Linked DNA regions of Mustela erminea: region 2 is linked to region 1. Evidence: chromatin contacts called from public Hi-C data. All regions are on one chromosome and are shown on one strand. The core of a region is the stretch at or near the end of the contact, and the rest is flanking DNA. Distances in the headings are between cores, read along the strand shown. Region 1 holds the start of PPP6R3 (serine/threonine-protein phosphatase 6 regulatory subunit 3). Region 2 overlaps PPP6R3 (serine/threonine-protein phosphatase 6 regulatory subunit 3).

The links. A called contact is a pair of places that touch in the nucleus more often than the background predicts.
Region 2: a contact with region 1 is called in a Hi-C map of skeletal muscle, with 4 times the contacts expected there. The contact joins the enhancer-like site here to the promoter of PPP6R3 in region 1. A contact is called at or near these places in 3 of 3 Hi-C or Micro-C datasets (fibroblasts, skeletal muscle and spleen).

What each region holds. Positions count from the first base shown.
Region 1 is chr9:109,582,809-109,585,621 of mMusErm1.Pri, forward strand. It overlaps PPP6R3 (serine/threonine-protein phosphatase 6 regulatory subunit 3), which reads left to right and starts at 1,325. Exons shown (of 25, transcript XM_032357794.1): 1 at 1,325-1,450. It overlaps TRNAA-AGC (a tRNA gene), which reads right to left and starts at 901; the gene lies at 829-901.
Region 2 is chr9:109,640,202-109,642,987 of mMusErm1.Pri, forward strand. All of the region lies in intron 3 of PPP6R3 (serine/threonine-protein phosphatase 6 regulatory subunit 3), which reads left to right. Among named protein-coding and RNA genes, the nearest start is that of PPP6R3, 57 kb to the left of the region's middle. Within about 2 kb of position 1,515, the one cell type or tissue checked has open chromatin away from gene starts, as enhancers often do. A contact at or near this core is called in fibroblasts, where this site is marked.

The DNA.
Region 1 (2,813 bases), core at 75-2,574:
TGTCCGTCTCTCGCCACAACCCAGCCACCCCTACCTCCCCAGTGCTCCAAAGCTCGGTCTTGGCGTCTCCGGTCTCTCTCCCTGCCACCCGGACCCAGCAGCCACGGCTCGGTCCTCTCTGTTCGTGGTCGAAAAGCCACCTGCCCAGGAGGGCCCCCCCCCAACTCTGCGGCCTGCGTTACTTCCAGGGGTGTCTGACCGCCCCCCGCAGACCGTCCGAGCGCGGACTCTGCTCCCCACGCACCCGCGCGGGCGCGCACAGACCAAGTGCTGAGCGCAGCGCGGCCCACGAGCGGCCGGCACCCCGGGGGACCCGCAGCGCCCAGCCTCCCCGAGCGCACGCGCACTCGCGGGCCGCGTCCCGCCGAACTCGGGCTGCTTCCACGCGACCCGCACCCGCCTGCGCCTCAGCCTCGCGGCCAGCTTCCGCCCTCGGGACTCGCGACTGCGCTTCGCTTCAACTCAGAGGCCAGACGGGTTTCTGGAGAGTAAGTGCCCGGGATGGGCCACGGTGGGCGACTCCTCCGGGTCCCGGCCCGGCCCTCCCGGGGAGGCCGGCAGGGCATGGGGGGCCCTGGGCGAGCATTTCGGAAGAGGCTCCGGCGTAAATGCTTCTGGAACACAAAAGGGACGCCGAGGGCCGCGCACTCTGCCCCCCACCCCGCCCCCGCGGGGACGGACGCGCAGCCCGGGGCGCCGCCCCCGGACCCGGCCCCCACTCCGCACACACACTGGTCCCCACCTCGACCCCCAACTTCTGGCACAACTACCACCTGCGGGTGAAAGAACCGGCTCAGGCGACCCCGGCCCCCCTATAAAATGCGGCTGTGGAGAATGCGGGCATCGATCCCGCTACCTCTCACATGCTAAGCGAGCGCTCTACCACTTGAGCTAATTCCCCAGCTCCGGCCGCCCTCCGCAGCCGGAATGTACTGTGGCTCACGTCATCGCGGGTCTCCTCCGCTCCACCGCCAGGATTGGCTTGGCTCCCTTTGGTTTTAAAAGCATTGGCTTTCGGATTGGTGGTCCCAAGCGTCCGTCAAACGGAGGCCCTGCTGTTGCTACGGCGTAGGGGGAACCAGCCAGGTTTCTCCGGGTTTCTGATTTGTTTCTCCAGACTCCGGGGTCCTAGAGGTTCCGGATCCGTCTAGTCCATGGGAAAAGAACGCTCTCCTCGCGCTTGACTGACGGGGCCTGTGAGCCAATCGGAGTGGGCGCAATCTGACCGCTGGGCGACCCAATAGGTTGCAGGGGGCGGGAGAGGAAGGCCAATGAGCACGGGCCTGGGGGCGGAGATAGAGCCGCGATTGGCTGCGAGGCGGCCGGAGGGAGGGCGGGGGGAACTCAAGGCCTGCTTGATACGTCCGCCATTTTGGGCGCTTCGCTGATGGTGTCGGTGAGCGCGTTTCCCGCCTGAGCGCAACTAGCGGCGGGTCGCGGGCGCCTCCAGGTAATGGGGTGGGGGGGGCGGCGGAGCGGGCCGCGGCGCAGGGCGCGCGGGGCGCGCGGCGCGCGGGCGGCGGCGGCCAGGCCCCTCCGCCCGGCCTCGGCGGCGCGGGGAGGGAGCGTCCCGGCCCCCTCCCCTCCCCCCCGGAATTCGCCGCTCGGCGGCCGGGGAGGCGCGGCGCCGGGGCTCCCCGGGCCGTCCCCGCCCGCGCCTGTCAGCCGCCTGCCCGCGCGCCGCGGGTCGCGGGGGGCTTCGCCGGGCCGGGCGCCGGAGCGGGCCGCGGGCCGGCGGCGAACTTTGCGCCCGGGTTGACGTCCGCGGCCTTGTGCGGCGGCGGCGGCGGCGGGCGGGGCGCGCCCCGAACCCGGACGGGCCCCGCTCCGCCGCGGCCGCGCCGCCCGGCCGCCCGCCCGGGAGCACTTCCCCCGGGCGCGGGCCGGGGAGCGTGTCAAGTTGGGGCGGCAGCTCGCCGTGGACTGGCGAAGGCCATTGTTGGGACCCCGTCTGCGGAAACAAGTTCTGTGGGTTTGTGCTCTGCGGCCGCGGAGCCGTCGGCGAGCGCGGAGCCCGGCTCGGAGGGTTTAAATGGCCTTGCGAGCGGCGCCTGAACTCCGGGGCTGTGACACGAGCGGAGACCTGGTCTCGAACGCCTCCCCGGCGACCTTAAGCCAGGGGGGTGGTCCTTGCCGCGGCGGGGAGGGCCTCCCTCTTAAAGAAGCCCGTCGGCGGCCAAGCTGGAGGGGTTTCCTGCTCGGTCCTGGGCGGCCAAGCTGGAGGGGTTTCCTGCTCGGTCCTGCGCGCCCTCGTCGCAGCCGGGGCTGGCGGTTGGGGATGCGCGGACTGAGTCCCCGGCCGTGGCCGTGTGTCCCGACGTTTCCGCCTCGGGCTCCGTGCGGTGTTCCCGGTGCTTCACGTTTTCTCCGCGGGTCGGCCGGAGCTTTGTTTATGTTCTGCCTTTGTGGGAGGGGCGCTTGGCGACCGTTTCGCTTCCGTCCCACCGCACTTGTTACCGTGGGTATTGTCCCACCGTGTAGCAATGTGAAGTTTACTTTGATTGTGCCCTCAAGGTCGTGGGGCAGGTGGGCAGCAAGTGGGGAAGGGACTCCGGATGTCCAGCCCCCGGCGTGAATGGCTCCTAAGCGGTGGTGGTGTTTCCGCTTTCTCTCCTGCGAAGTCAGAGTGCCTGGATTCGGGTCTTGGCTTCAGCACTCTCCAGCTCCGTGACCTTGGGCAAGTTACTACACTTCCCTGCCTTCCCTGTAATGGGACAGTGATAACAGTGACTGCCTCGTAAGTGTGTCGGGAGTGAATGGGCTGCAAGCCGTGTCTGGCACGTAGGATCAGCTCAGCGCAATTGGTGGCTGTT
Region 2 (2,786 bases), core at 265-2,764, 58 kb after region 1:
ACATATCAAAGAATTACAAAGTAAAAATGATTCTGGAATATCTGGGTGGTAGAAATGTGATTGCCTTTGACATATTCTTTGGAAGAAGCAGTTACAGTGCTTCTTTACAAAGTTACAAAGCAAATACAATGAAAGTGGCTCAGAGTTGCCTTTCCTCTAGAGAAATATGTATCTCTAATAGGCACTGTGATGTTGGATTTAATGAGTCCAGCCTTTGGGAGGGGCTGGAGGAGGGCACCAGTAGGAAATGCAGAAGCAGCTACTGGTGGACTTGCCCGTCCTCTGTCATCTTCTCCCGTGGTGCTGAGCCAGAGCTGCCCTCAGAGTCCCTCTGTTACTCTTTGTGTTCCGTGTCTCTGCCTCTTCGTGGGAGAGTTAGAACATCTGCGTCGGCGTTCAGCTTTGCTGAGAGGAGGAGGTTTATGTTAGCGAACAGTGCGGAAGTGACCTCCCTTCACAGTGGCACTGCGCGCTCCCGGTAGCGGTGATTTGCCCCCGCCCCCTTCTGTGGCAGGAGGCTTCCGGTGTGCCCAGCGAGCAGCCCCCCACCCTCCGAACCCGGCACTTCCCCCTTTGGGTCTTGTCAGATGCTGCCCAGCTGAGTTCCCCAATACCTGCATCCAGGCCCAGGGTGTCCTGATATTCCAGGTATCTGGATGCTGGCGGGAGGATGTGAGCCAGTGTGCGCCGCCTTTCAGCAGCTCGATTTGTCCAGTACGTCCTGTTCCCAGCTTGCTTGTAAACTTGACCAGAGGCTGGAATAACTATGCCTGCTGCTTCTGGAATAAGTAAGTTGTTTTCAATCTAAATGGGGACCGTGAAGGTTCAGTTTACTCCAAGATGATGGGGAGTCTAGTGTCTTTTTTTTTTTTACATTGATGAAACATTGTTTCCCAATGTATTTGAGTGTTCTAGGCATTTTTAAAAATTCATTTTTATTTATTTTAGAGAGGGGGATGGGCAAAGTGGGGAGAGAGGGAATCTTCAAGTAGACTCCTGGCTGAGCGCAGAGCCCAGTGTGAGGTTCAGTCCCATGGCCTATGAGAGCTTAAAAGCAAGTTAGACCCCCATCCGACTGAGCCACCCAGGTGCCCCTATAGTATTTTTGAGTTAGTTTAGAAAATGAAATTCCCAGAGACCTGCCCCTATTTTACAATTTGGTGGTGTGTATTGAAACCAGTAGTGAGCTGCCTATGGCCCTCCTGATTCGAGCCCTTTTAATTCCTACAAATATTTCTGGATATTAGAGGCCAAAAAGCAGTTCTAGTTTTCTTGTGACCTACTTTTTTAAGTTGAAGACTATATAAATTGCTTTATATGTGTAAGAATAAACATGATTTCTCATGTATGTTTATATTAGAAGAAAGGAAAAACTTGGCCCATAATCTGTCCTCACCAACCCCACATTAGCCCTGTGTGGAAAAGGTGGTTAACTGTTGACTTTGGCTGTGGAAGGAGATTGGGGGGAGGGTGGTTATTTTAGTACCAGGAGAGAAACTCTGAATCATAATTGTAGTAATCCGTAAGTAGAACTCTCTTGCTCAGGACAGCAACTGCTGGCCCCGTATGACTCTTGTGCATAGAGTGTGGCTGGTCCAAGTGGAGATGAGCTGTAAGTGGAAGATACACCCAGATTTTGAAGACTTCGTACCAGAAGAATTACATGTTGAAATGAAATAATAATGTTTGGATGTGTGAAGTTAAATAAAGTATACTATTAACATTAATGTAGCATTTCCTTTACTTTTTTGATGTGGCTGCTAGAACATTGAAACCTACACATGGCTCTCATCGTGGTGCATGCGGTGCGTGCGGTGCTGTTTCTGTCGGGCAGGGCCAGGCAAGCCGGTAGGTGGCGCCCGCTCTGTTCCGGCAGCCGGGAGCCAGGGGCCTGGGGAGGAGTGTACCCCAGGGCACAGGGTTCTGAACTCTGACAGTACGTGCATGTACACCTTTGTTTGAGATCACGAGAAATCTATTACAGATATTCCCTTCATCGCATACATAAGTAGAAAAAATATTAATGTATAGCATTAGTGTAGAGATTGTCTTCCCTTTTGTGTTGTTTTGGACATAAGCAGCTGCTCCTTCTCCCGTTGTGGCTTGTACTCCGCGTGTTGGACGGACTGCAGCTGTGAAACAGGAGGAGTTGACATTCGCGGATACTCACTTAGGACATGGGATCTTGGCTGTTCCAGCGGGGTCGGTGGTGACATGGCGTGGACAGGCGGTCTTCGTGCATGTGCCGCCCATGTGGTCTCAGGGCCCCAGGATCAGAAGTGTTTCCTTTCATGCTCAGCTGTTCCTCATAAGCTCAGAAATTCTTAATAATCTTGGAATCTTCTTTTGAATCTTTGAATGTTTTGCCTTGGGCCCAACCAGCCCTGCATCCAGATGTTCCACGGTGAACAGTGGTGTGCGGTGGAGGTTTCAGGGAGTACAGCTTCTTGTGGGAGAGAACATTGCTAACTTCAAGCACAGTTCTTAGGAATAGAAGAGTTTGAGTTTTAAATTCATTAACGCTCTTCCTTGTCGTTCCCTCAGCTTGCTTCTGTCATTTGTAGGCAGGCGATCAGCAGCATCTCCCCTCAGAGAGCTGCTGGTTTATCTTCCACTGCATTTGTCCTATCATTCTTTCTGGGCTCCTGTTAGAAAGTGATACAGTATGTTGCATTCTACATCTGTCATGTCCAAAGAAAACCCTGTCGTATCAGCTTGTCCACAGGGAGTTTCTGAAATAAATAACATAGTCACATATTTGCATCATACGCTTTTCTCTGTGTCTC